2 separate regions of the Rattus norvegicus genome follow, and region 1 is linked to region 2. The links are chromatin contacts, called in public Hi-C maps. All regions are on one chromosome and are shown on one strand. Each heading gives the region's core, a stretch centred on a gene start, on an enhancer-like site or on the middle of the called end of the contact. The rest is flanking DNA. Distances are from core to core; before and after follow the strand shown.

Region 1 (7,019 bases), core at 803-3,302, 940 kb before region 2:
AGGGGGAGAGCGGGGGAAGGAGCCGCGGGAAGGAGGGCGGGAGAAAGCGAGCAAGCAATCCAGGCGGGCAGGCTCTGAGCCTCAGTTACTCTTAGCACTGCCAGCCCAAGAAGCTGCAGCTCCCAGGGCAGATGTTGACCGAGCTATCTACCAGAGATCTGGTCACCCGGGCTTTCAGGGCTCCCGGGTGGGGTGCGGGATGCCAGGCTCCTTGAGCCCGGGCTGCGGGAGAGGCCCTTCGTCCTGCTCCGGGCTGGAGGCACAAGGTGGAACTGTAAACCAGAGAAAGGAAAGTTTTCAGCAGGTAAAGGAAAGGGCAGAGTAGCCGCGCCGATCCGTTTTCCCCCGGGAAGGGTGGGGGGCCCAGGCCCGCAGTCCTGGCGCGCTCCCGTCCGCTAGCCCTCCCGCCCGGGTTGTTTACATTCCTGGAGTGTCTTTTAAACCCGAGGCTGTGGCCGGCTCCTGGCCTTCTCCCGCGGCTTCGGGGCAGTCTCCCGTGAAAATCTGCTGGCGCACAATGGCCGGGAGAGGAGGCCGCCCCTCTCCCGCGCCCCCACCGCTCCAGGGCGGGGAGCCTGCCCTCTGCACCGCGCCCTCTCCCTGCCTGGCCAGCTTCCTGGACAGATGTCCCCGGCCAGGGGGCGACGCGATCCCGCAGCCTGCACCACGACACCGAGGCCGTGCTCCCCACTGTTTTCTCCCTGGCCCTGACGCCAGGAATGTGAAACAAGCTTTCAGAGCTTCCCTCCCACAATCCGGACCCAGCTTCAGCTCCGGCCCGGCCCCCCAACCTCCTCCCGGGTCGGCCTCCCACTCCCCCGGGGCCGCCGTCGCCGCCGTCGCCGCCGGAGACAGAGAGGAAGAAAGAACACGGGGAAATTACTTTCGTATTTGCAACGCGCGCGCGCATACACACACACACACACACACACACACACACACACACACACACACACACACACACACACACACACACACACATCTTCCCCTTGGGCTCGCCTCCCGACTGGGGCAGCCCCGGCCAGACGTTGGCCTGAAAGCCCCTTCGGCTTCCGAAGCCCGAACGAGAAGCCTCAACACATCTCCTCAACGTGTCCTGCTTTAGCCACGCGCCGCGTTTCCCCGAGCTATTCTCCCCCCAAAACAACTTAACCGCGCCCCCATCTCCCATGTACAAAAGTGTGTTCTCCATAGAAATTTGGAGGCACAACTTAACATCACCAACCCCTGGCCACCCTAGAATCCAGCGCCTTCCTGGCGGTTCTCCTACGCACACAGGAGCACAACTTCATATCTTTCCAAAAGGAGCAAGGGAGACCCAGCCAGTTCTTCCCGGGTCCTCTCCTCCCTCCTCCGAATCCGTATCCCGGCCGGCCCCCGACTGTTCGGAGCGACGGCTGGAGGCGCGCCGGCAGGAGGCGGGCACCGAGTCCGCGCGCACAACCACACCGGCGCCCCGTACATCCGAAAACCCCCGGGTCCCCGCGCTCATCCGGAGTCGCTCTACACAAGCTGGGTGCTCGCTGGTGGCCAGGGCCTCCGCCCCCGGCGGCCAGGGCAGCAGCGCCGAGCCCGCACGGCTGGCTTCTCTCGCCCGGCCGGAGCTAAACCTTTAAGCGGAAAGCCCTAGTACAGTACCCGGCGCTCGCACCCTGACGATCCGCCGGGAGCGGGTGGAAGCCTCGGAGCTAACGGGCGCTTGGCTCTGTCCCCAAACTTACCGGGCTCTGCGAGCACCACTGCCACCGCTGGAGGACGCGCCGCTGCCACCGCCGTGTAGGGCAGGCTGGAGCCCGGAGGAGCGCAGCGAGAGCGCGGAGATCCACTCGGCTCCGGCTCTGGTTCCCGCTCCTCACCGGCCGGCGATAGGGTCAGCGCGCTGCGCGGGCGCTGCTCGCTTGCTCTGCGGCCCGATCGCAGCTCGCCCGGCCGGCCGCTTGCTCTCCGGGGCGCCCGCCGCCGCCGCTCGCTTTTTTAATGTCCACAGACAGTGAAAAGGAACTCGGCGTTAGGGGGTGAGTAAGTGAATCAACTCGCCCGGAGCCGAGCAAGTTGAAGTGTCAGATTACATTGGCTATTCTATTTCCAAAGGGCCCCGCGCCGCCGGCCTCCCGCAAAAGCCGGCACGGAGTAATGGCGGGAGCGGAGCGCCGCGCCTCCAGCGCGCAGGTCTGCTGGCCTTGGTTCGCTCTCCATCTGCGCGCTCGCTGCGCTCTCCTTTTCCCTTTCCTTTCCCTTCCGCCTCTCCCCTTTCCCTTCTTTTCCTCCCTCTGTTCCCTGTGCCCAGGTCTCAGCTCTCTTCCAGACCCTGTTAGGCTCCTCGCCACCCTTACCCTCATATGCTGCTTTGCTCACTCTCTCGTCCCTCCTCTCACCTCCCTTCACTGCTCTTTAACGCCCCCCCCCCCCCGCCATTCCATAAGTTTGGAGCCGGGAGACTGATGTGCCTAGGAAAGGACCACATTGGTAGGAGCAAAATTATTGCCAGAAGGCATACCCCGCTTCCTGCTGGTACCCTGGCTCTGGGGCCTTAGGTTCTGTTAGCCACCTGAATTGGGGTGACTGGGTGGCTAATGAGACACGGTGTGCGGAGTTTCCCCCGGAGACTTTGGGACAGAGGGTGAGAGGACCCTAATCTTCACTACCACGGGTGACGTAGGGGGAGGTGGAAGTGCGCTTCCATTGACATATGAGAAGGAGCGAGGGATACAGAGGTAACCACTGCTACTTGAAGTTTAGAGCAAGAACGCCATAATGCTTGGTAGGAAGCGCCTGGAGCGCTGCGAGCTGAGCGCTCCCAATTTGCAGAGGTGGAAATAACCCAACCGGCTCACAGCCCAGAGCTGGGCTCCACTCCTGTCGTGCCTTAGGGCACTCACGAAGCACAATTAGGTGCGCCCACTCGCGGGGGCTTTCCTCGCAGACCGGCCCCTAAATGTATCCAAGCGCGCACTCCCTTTGGCTCAGGTCCATTGCCACTCACACAAAAACTCCTACACAAACGGCACGCCGATTTGCGCCTACCTTTCAGCAAGGCACGCATAGCATGCACGACCCCGACACACACTTGTACACACACTTTCCATCCCAGATATGCCCGTGCACCTGGAGTCATACAATTGTACACACAAATATCGCTGTATGCCATCCCCGGTACGTTAAAAAAACAAAACAAAAACAAAACACGAGGCATTCCCCCGTGCACTACGTCTCTGGTTCACGTACACATACCACACATTTCCCCTTACTCTTCCACATCCCTTCCTCAACCCCATCCGCCTCCTGATTAGAAGGACTCTAGTCCTAAAGATAACTAGCGTCTGGGCTGGACACGCGCGCGCGCGCACACGCACTCCCCTTCAGAGCAGGCGGGGGAGGCTTGGGCTGGAGCCCGCTAGGGACTCCAGGTGTGGCGATGACTCCGTGCTCCGCTTTTTGCAGGCAGCCACGGTGTCGGAGGCGAGGCGAGGAAGGGAGCTGGAATAACAAAGGCAAGTTGGGAAGAGCGCAAGGGGGCGCAGCCCCGGCTGGGCCGCGGGGGGAGCCTTGCTCTGCCGGGTCGACGGAGGCAGCTTGGCCGCCAGCCGGGGGAACCGGAGGTGGGGAGGAAAGGTGGGGGGAGAGGGGCGGAGCCGCTTCGTGACGTCAGAGAACAATGACACCGCTGGGGGCGGGTTCGGGCTGGCCGCCCGGGCGGGGGTCTTTCTCAGGGCCTGGGGCGGGCGGATGAAGTCTTGGCCTCGCCGGGGCAGCAGTTTGATTGACGAGGTCCGCATGGGAGTGCAGACGTGCCACGCAGACTCGCGAGTCCTAAGCCTCTTGGGTGGTGATCATAGCGCACCGCGGGCCAACAGGGGAGCGGGCTGGAGAGCTCCCCCACCACAGACCCCCAGTTTAGAATATCCTTCAGAGGGCTGGCTGATCTGACCTCGGCTTGAACTCCTTCAGGGCCAGAAAGATCACTCCTTCCATCACCAAGACAAGAAGGCAAAATGTGTTTGCTAGCTTTGAAATCATTCTCAAAGCTGTGAATGTCTGGCAGCCGTGAAGTCAGACTGGAATTCCTGAGGGCAGACTGCAGCTCAGGTCCACAGGGACATGGGGCAAGGGTGTCGTCTGGGTGCGGGGTGGGGGTGGGGGGACGACGACTACCTTTCCCGAGGCAAATTCTGACTCCTGCTGCTATCGGGTGCGGGTGGGGGTGGGGTAGGGGCGGTGCTGCCTCAGTCCTCGGACAGTCACAAGGGATGAACTGTTAGCAACTTGCTCCACTACCCACCCACAGGTGGCAGCTGAGTATCCCTAGGGAAAGTGGGTGGCATGAAATCACTTGCAGACCTTTAGGGACACTGGAATGGCCTGGTCTCAGTACATTTCCAAGAAGAAGACACCCCCCTTGCGTCCCCCGCCCTTACCCGGTGGGTGGCTCAGGTTGGGGAGAATAGTCTGAGAAATCCTGGAAAGCTTGACTTGTAAAATGAGAAATCAGTTTGCTGAAGGGAGTCACAGGCATCCTGCTCAGTCACAGCATTGGGACATCCAGAAGGCTACCCCGCCCCAGCACCAAAGCCCCTCTCAGCCTTGAGATGCAAGAATAGCCCCATGCAACACCAGGGCCAGTTCCTGTTCTCTTGACGTCCACTAAGTTATGGCACTCAGCCCTGGAATTTGATCTTTCTCCAACTTTCATGTTCAGAAGCTCCTGTGCAGAAGGCCCCACCCCCTTTCTTAAAAACTTACATTGCATGTATTGATTTGAGGGGAAGGAGATACATGAAGACTGGAGGACAACTTTGGGGAATTAGTTCTCTCTTTCCACCAATGTAGGTCCTGGGGGTTGAACTCCGATCCTCAGGTTTGGCAGCCTTTACCAATGATGAGCCACCATGCTGGTCCCCAACCCCTTATTTCTAGCCTGGAAATGCAGAAGTAGCTGCAGAGGATAGGGGAGTCCAACAGGACAGAGTCCGTGTTGCTTTCTGCCTTCCCCGCCCACCAAGCATGACACCTTGAGAGCAATAAATCTGAGAATCACACTCAGGCCTCTTGTGAGGAACCCATGCCACAAGCATTGGGATTTCCGGGCCCGTGTTATCTCCGTTTCTCTGCCCAAGAGGTTACTGGGCCAGTTGGCTCCCTCTGGAGTCCTAGAAGGGATGGCTTATTTAGTGCCTACTGTGTGCTGAGTGAGGAATTATGACATTCACTTATTGCCTGCAGTTAGGGACATCATTGGTCCCTCCAAAGGGGCTCAGGCCTTTATTAATACAACCTCTTGTTAGCCAACTGCTCTGCATTCTCCTCCAGAAATTCTGTGTAGTCCTAGGCAAATTGTTCTTCCTTTCTGGGCCCTCTATAAACTAAAGGCTAGGTTTCGTAACACTGACCAAGCCTTGCTGTTCCCAATCTCAGCGTCAGCAATAGGCCTGGGTTGAAACAGAGAGATGCAAAGTACACTATGCCCAGTCAATGTAGGTTCCCGTAGTTCCCCTGGCTCAAAAGGCAGCTTCAGTACCCACCAGAGTATGCATTGTGCAAAGCAGGCTCAGTTCACAGCCACCTTTCCAGCAGGTTTAAGTGCCTCTAGTTTCTTACCCTGGTGGAACCATCAAGACTAAGGAAGAGGGCCACTGCTAGGGCAGGGCGGGGCCTGAGTCGTAGGAGGCAGAAAGTCCAAGGGCCAAGAGGGAGGCAGTGATTGGAGGATCTATGCAGTGTGCAGTGAGTATGGCCTCTGGACCAGGCTGCCATCAGTAGGCTGAGGCAGGACCAGTCGTAAAGGTGGCACTTCGTTCCTCTCTGCTCTGGAGTCAAAAGACGTGTGAAAAGGAGCTCCCCGCTCCCTCCTTCCATGTCTCTAACCTGGCATCACCAGGCTGATGGAAGAGCACAGAGGTTGCCTGGCTGCTCCAGGGTAGGATTCCAGGTCTAGCTGCACCCCTGAGCTCATCTCATTACTAGGGATGATACAGGTGAGGTGACCTTTGAAGTGCTTCAAGGGGAAGAATTTAACCAACTACCTGCTAGGAACTGATCTCTGTCTGTCTAAGCCCTTCCTGGACATAATTAGTCTTCACCTGTGGTTGACCAGGAACCTTTGGATCCTGCTCAGAAAGCCTGTACCCTCTAGCACAGAGTGCCAGCTACATTCTTCTCCTTTCTCTGAACACTAGAAAACTGAGGTGCCAGAGGAAGATTCCCAGTACTATGACCATCTAGGACCCATTCGTATTGGTTTCTTGGGAGGCTGGGGGCACGTTGAGACAAGGTCTTGTCACGTGGTCCAGACTGACCTTTGGACTCGAGTCCTGCGTTGGTTGAATGCTGGGATTACAGCTGTGGGCCGTCATATACCCAGCTAGGATGTGTCATCTTGTTTTGCCATTCTCTGATCCTCACAAGGGCGCTTCGATGGGTGACTAAGATGAGGTACAGAGGGAGGCGGTGCCTTTCCCTAGGCCACAGGCCTGGGAAGTACAGAGAAAGCATGAAAGGTGGGCCACTTCCTGCAGCCAGCACCCTGTCCATACAGCCAGAGCTCTGCCAAGCAGCAGGCTGTGTGCGGAAGGGCAGCTGGGGAGACAAACAGTAGCATGCCAGGGGCGGAGCACAGTGGCTTCCTGCCTCTGTCCTGCAGCACCTTCACCCTATAAAAGAGCTCAGGCCTGACGTCTCATGTATGCACTCTTTTCACACTCTCCTGCCCTAACCTGTGTCTTCATGTTTTTCATGCTCGGTGGCTTCCAGGAGAGCCACCACTTCAAGCATACGACTCCTTGCATGCTTTTGCACAAGCTCCTTTTGTTTCCTAAGACACACCCAGCCCAGCCTTTCCAGTCCATATCTGCAGCCACCAGCTCGGGAGCCTACTCTGATAATATCACCAGTCTACAGCATCTCCATCCCTGAATGCTGCCAGACTGCCTCCATATTTGTGTGACCATGGTGACTGCCTGTTACGTTCCTGCTACAGGCCAGGTCCTCAGTAGCTTGAACTCTGGTCCTCACCTGAGTTGAGG
Region 2 (6,274 bases), core at 1,995-4,494:
AGAGAATCTGTTAGTCTTGCAGCATCCTAGAGAGGATGGGTCACTGAAGCTATTTCCTGAATACTAGTCTCAAACTACAAATAAAAGGAGACTAGGGCACCTACCTGCCTTTAGTAGATACCTCCCTCCATCTATCCTGTCTTTTTGGGTTTCCAAAATAAATGAGAAAGCTTTTCCTTCTGCTAGTTAAGATACTACTTAAAACAGGCACTGGTGTTTTAATAAGCCATACTATGGAAACCGTCATCTAGAAGCCAACATGCAAAGCATCAGAGCCAGCTCAGTGAAGGTGGCACACCCCACACCGTGCCCAATGGCAGTACCTGCTAGATATTTCATTTCTGTTGAACAAGAAATCCAAGACAGTAGGAGAGGGGAAAAAATTCATAGAACACTTGATTACTCAGCAACCCAACACCTTAATTCCATTCTACTAGTCAAGATTAGCTAGCAAAGCTGCTATAAAGCTACTACTCAAATCACTGTGATCTCAGCTAACGGGAGAGGAAAGCAGTTTGACATCTGAAAAGCACAAGCCACATTGATCCAACTGCTTCAAAAACTATGCTAAAAAAAAACGAAATCCTCGGGAACATGATCAGCTCTCCCTTGAGGGGCCTGTGTCAATTAACATGAGAAGGAAATTCCTAGAACAATCAGGCCTTAAAAGCAGTCACTGAATCAATGTGGCCTTATGTTGGAGTGTGCTAGTCTATGAGCAGAAGAGGTGGGCCAGTCTACTCTAGGATAACTACTAGGCTACTGAGCTTCTCAAAACGTTACCTTCTGCAATCCAGAAGAGGGAAAAGAAAAACACCAAGAAAGATTATTTAGAAAAGAACACCCCTCTTCACAGACAATATTAAGCTTAACAATTAATGACACTTCTGTACCACCCATGAACCATACCTTTTTGCCAGCACCAACATTGGCCTTTGCAGTCCCCCTGACCTTCTTCATTCTGTTCTTTCGTTCTTTTCGCTGTTTGCGGGAGGTCTTTTTCTTCTCATAAAGGCCATGCTACGAGAGAAGAGTGCATCCAATGAAATCATTCCTCACCACTCTGATGGGAAAACTGAGGCAATCAGAGAACTTTGAAATAAAGCTTTACAAACCAATTCAACTTTAAAAGCTGCCAGGACACTGCTCAGCATCTTGCCTTTTAATTCCTGCTTCTCTAGTGAAGGTTGGACACCCTTACTAAGAACCCTACCCTCTCACCTCAGGTCCTAACTCACCAATCTGTTCTTGGCATTCCGGACAGAAATCTTCCCAAGGCTTTCAGCAAGATTCCCAGACCACCACTTTAAAACAGTATCTAGCCAGGTGTGGTACATGCCTCTAATCCCAGAGCTTGGAGACAGAGGCAGGCTGATCCCTGTGACTTGAAGCCAGCTAGGGTAACACCCTATTCTCAACAAACATAGCCTCAGGAAACTTTCATATCCAACTGTTATACTAGAGGATTCATCCTAGCAAGGAGAAATGGATTCAAGAAACTCCTCACATTTACAATCCTAGCACTCAGGAAACTGGGATAAAGTAGCTGCTAGTTTGTGGCTAGCCAGCACTAGAGGCCATGCCTCAAATTAACAATCCAATGAAACAAGACACCACTCTGGAGGCAGAGTTCCAGGCCAGCCTGGTCAACAGTGAGAGCCCACCTAAAGAATGAAACGAAACCAGCCAGGTCAACCCTGATCATCAACCAAGTATCAAGTTTGTTACCCATTGGACTACATGAAATTCTGTCCTAAATTTTTAAAGGTACTGTCTGTGCACTGTAACAAATATGGTAACTAAAGGACTACCAACTTTTCCTCAGCATATATGGCAGCACAGCTCAATAGAAAGCCCAGGGAAGACTGCTAAATTTCACTTTGGAAGGCCAGGTAAACTATGTGGAGATGGGTTAGTGGATAATTACAAGTTTGGCCCAAACTGCTCATTCTATTCCAATATATACTGGAAAACAAAATCTAACTTGCCATGGTAACTGAGCCTGGGCTGGAATTGCAGGCATGTATCCAGAAAGGAACTACGTCTTCAGTAGATGTAGCACAAACAAGATACCTACTCTCGCAAGTCTGTGTTTAGGCTCATTCTTCTTTGCATAATCTAAAGAATCATAGATCATGCCAAAGCCAGTTGTCTTGCCTCCACCAAAGTGGGTTCTGAATCCAAATACAAAGATGACATCTGGTGTGGTTTTGTACATCTTGGCCAGCTTTTCCCGAATTTCTGTCTTTGGTACTGTGGCCTTCCCAGGATGAAGGACATCAATGACCTAAAAAGAGGTGCTTGTTACAGTTAACTACATCTTCAAAAGCAGACATAAAGACCAAATCTTGACACCCTGACCCTTACCATCTGTTTCCTCTGAAGCAGACGGTTTGTCATGAACTTCCTGGTCCGGATGGTTACCGTGTCATTCTGCAGATAACAAACAAGTCAGTAAGATTGTTAAAACCTCGTCTTGCCTTTGCTGATATTTCACCAATTACTAGCAATGCAGTCTAGAAAAAAGCAGGAATTGGGAGCAAGCTATAAAGGAAAGGAAAGGAAAGGAAAGGAAAGGAAAAAAGCCCCAAAAAGTGGGCACCTCATAAACTACCGTGGTAGCTGGCATTCAGCAAGGCTAAGCAGACAAAACAATTTTATCAGAGACCAACTTAAATCAGCAGCTTGCAAATAGCCTTAACGACCTCGACTTGAGTACGAATCAAGTCGCCTCGATAGCACCAAACCCATTAGAGTAAAACAGCCCGCAAGTTTCGCTAAACTCAGTACTTCGCCTCTGAGAGAAATGGGCAAGGCCAGTTTTTGGCAGCCCCTTCCAACCCATCTTAATGTTCCCAAGACACACACATTCTACTCAGGCGCTAAGTTTGCTGACTTACTCGAGGGGCCCACAGGGCCAAGAACTGGAGGCGCCTTCATCACCTTGGCCTGCCAGGGCCTGCCTCACCCGTGCCCCTGAAGCTCAACAGGGATTTCCATGGCCGAGGCCCTGTAGCCCAAAGCCCGGCGTGTTCTCGACGCCCGCACCGGACAGCCGCGACCCGGCGACCCTGGGCTACCGGCCTCTGTGAGGCAGGCCGAAGCAGAGTAAGTGGGCCCTGGATGGCTGCGGCTCCAGTGGCGGGCCTGAGCAGGCAGGGATGGCGTGGATATGCGACGGATAGCGAAGAGAGCCCGAGGAGACTTACCATGATGGCTACGGTGCCCGAGCTGTAAAGGAGGAAAAGAGGACCGCTCACTGCCGACCAATCATATTAACCCGCACTGAAGGACCCCGACGTGGGGGCGTGGCCAAGGTCTCGGGGCAGACCACGCCAATGCCTGACTGAAAGTACCCAAAGTCACGCCTCACTTGCCTTTAGCTACGCCCCCAGAACTGTGGGTTGGCTGACCTGAAGGAAGGTGGATCAGCCAAACGGATTTAGGGTTACACAGTCGCGTGTTCCTTCCCGATTCACTTTCTTTTCCTCCTGCTTTTGTATTTTGTTGTTTTCCCTCCTGTTTCTGTATTTTGGTCTAAAGTGTTTTAGAGTGATGGTCTGTGCCCCATCAGAACTTGGTTCTGCTATGAAACAGACTTAAAACATTTCTCAGAAGCTCTTAACAGCTGGCTGAAGGCTCCTGACCGTATCCGTCAGTCTCCTCTCTGCCTGACAGAGCCCCCACTCCAGTCGTATAAGCCCCTAAAATCGAAAAAGCCCTTGCCACTGGGAGTGGTGGCCTGGTACTTTTTAATAAACCATTCTTTCTCTCCATGGAGAGCTGAAGGATTTGGTGGGTTTTTTGTTGCACCTACTTACAAAACACACAATTAAAAATGAACCATATAGGCTGGAGAGATGACTCAATGATTAAGAGCAGTGACTGCTCTTCCACAGGTCCTGAGTTCAATTCCCAACAACCACATGGTGGCTCACAACCATCTGTAATGGGATCTGATGCCTTTTTCTGAAGGCAACAATGTGTACACCCATACATAAAAATATATATATTTAAAATATATAGAAAAAGGAACCATACATATATAATATGTATTATACATACTGTGTAGGTATAAACATGTTATAATGTGTTTGTATATATGCTTATATACTAGATATGTAAATTTACTTATTTACACCAGGTAGAATGTAATTGAAGCACTGAGAATATGGAGGCAGAGGATGACCAGTAGGGGCTATATATGGAGATCCTTTCTCAGGAAAACACACGCGCGCGCGCGCGCGCGCGCACACACACACACACACACACACACACACACACACGTCCTTGTTTGCTATTGTACATATTACCTTTTCCCTTTAAATAACTTTATAGACCGGAGGCTTGTGTGCATAGCTATTGTCTTCAACTACTTATTTCTTCTTTGGATTGCCTACAAGGTGCTCTTCTGTTTCTTTGACAGGTGGATTTTGGCTTTCGATATCCCTTAAACAATTAGATTTTCTTCAATCACAAAGTACTTACTGATTTCTTTTTAATTTTCTATTTGACGTAACTTTTTGGGATTGTGATTAAAAAAAAAAAAAAGCGGTATTTCCCTTCTGCGGTTTTGAGAACTCCACCGGAAAAGATATTTTTTGATCTGCGCGGCCTAGGTGCATTTTCACGCAGGAGCCGCTAGGTGGCAATCTAGAGGGAGGGCTCAAAGCAGCCTGCGCAAAGCTTCTCTTTACAAAGTCCCGCGGCGGAAGAGGAAGCGGCACGTGCGGCGCTTTACGGTGGCCGAGGAGGCGGCTGCGACTTTCTTACCCCTGAACAGCAAAGCACCCCGGGAAGGTGCACAGACAGTGGTTTTTATAGTCGCAGCTTCGAGGACGGTGTCCAGGCAGCCGGCACCATGGTGAAGGAGCAGTTCCGCGAGACGGATGTGGCTAAGAAAATGTAAGGACGCAGCCAGAGGGGTGGGGGTGAGGTGGAGGCTGAGGTCCCGGGTCCCAGAGGGTCCCAGGTGAGGGACAGTTAAGGGAGCGAAGAAGTTACATGGTGGAATTGCAGATCCTGGAAAGGACGAAGTGAGGTTGGGGTGTATCCCTGAAGTGAAGTGGAGAAAGTGGGATGGACAGAGCAGGGTCGGGACGGGTATTCTGGGTCAAGATGCCACCTCCCGAATCCCTGCGCGGACTCGTCTCAGCGAGCCTTTTCCCGTGGCACGAGGAGACAGTGTGTGCTGACTCAAGGTTGCCAGCTGGAAAGTGGCTTCACAGGCAGCTAGGTGGCAGACTTAGGAACCAGGCAGCTATTCTGGGCTCTCTGCTTCAAAGCTTAGCTATTAAGCCCTAGACTCTCATTATGATAACTTTTCAGTTATTTTTTTTTTTGGCGGGGGAGGCTTAAGGCGCAATTTTTTCATTAAACTTACATAGAGAGTGTACTGAGGCCCGCGTTGTGCACCAAAGACTCTGCACGATTGCAGTCTTTCTGCTTGGTCTATTAGAGGAGACAAATCAGCCATGGCTGTGGCAAATGCAAAGACAAGCAGAGGGCACCGAAAGCACCAAGTAGTGAATAAGTCCGGGCCCAGTGCAGACCAGGCCTCTTTCAGAACTCATTTTGGAGGGACAGGGTGGGCTGATGGAAGTGAAGCAGGGGCCTTACACTACGTGAGTCTTGTAAGCTGTGTCGGACTGCTGGAGTGCTTGACCAGGACAGAGTTTGAGGCTATGGCAGGGCTCCAGACTGGCAATGATGACGACTCGAGCTGGGACCAGGGGTCTGAGGGTGGATGTGGGGACACTGGAGAGAAGTGGATTTAAAGGGGTATAGGGCATAAAATGGAAGAGACAGAGGTATGAACAAGATGAGATTGACTGAATTCTGTGTTGGTCACCATTCACTGGGATAGGCATCTTACCTGGGTGACCTCCCAGCTCTTCTGAGTGTCCACCCATTTCTGTCCTTCACAGCCACCCTACTCACATAAAAGGATCCTCACACAGCAGCCCAGAGATGCTCTTAGAACAAAGACAAGGTCAAGCGAGATGGCGCAAGCCTATACTTACAACACTCAGGCCAACGCAGGAGGTCAGGCGTTTGAGGCTAGTCTAAGCCACAGAGCAAGAACCATCCTTTCAGTGTGAACCAGATCTATGTCACTGGGATCTTCTAGCAGCACTGACACGTGATTCCCTCCTAATTCCCAAACCCTGCCTGCAGGCCTTACTAGGCTCATCTTGTACCCTTAGCGATCTGCGCACCACTGTGCCACTTGTCTATGATTCTTGAGTGATGCCCAGTGCATGTGGGCCAAGGG

What was found. A called contact is a pair of places that touch in the nucleus more often than the background predicts.
Region 1: a Hi-C map of kidney shows a contact between it and region 2, with 7 times the contacts expected there. The contact joins the promoter of Zmiz1 here to the promoter of Rps24 in region 2. A contact is called at or near these places in 6 of 12 Hi-C or Micro-C datasets (Schwann cells, frontal cortex, hepatocytes and 3 more) and 1 of 1 datasets of contacts at active chromatin or transcription factors (oligodendrocytes).

Annotation. Positions count from the first base shown.
Region 1 is chr16:1,029,193-1,036,211 of GRCr8, reverse strand. Zmiz1 (zinc finger, MIZ-type containing 1) reads right to left here and starts at 2,052. Exons shown (of 24, transcript NM_001108393.1): 1 at 1,722-2,052. LOC120097507 (a long non-coding RNA gene) reads left to right here and starts at 4,208. Exons shown (of 2, transcript XR_010058530.1): 1 at 4,208-7,019.
Region 2 is chr16:93,487-99,760 of GRCr8, reverse strand. Rps24 (ribosomal protein S24) reads right to left here and starts at 3,244. Exons shown (of 5, transcript NM_031112.1): 1 at 3,210-3,244; 2 at 2,368-2,433; 3 at 2,078-2,287; 4 at 910-1,020. The coding sequence starts at 3,212. It overlaps Polr3a (RNA polymerase III subunit A), which reads left to right and starts at 4,701. Exons shown (of 31, transcript NM_001414889.1): 1 at 4,701-4,905. The coding sequence starts at 4,862.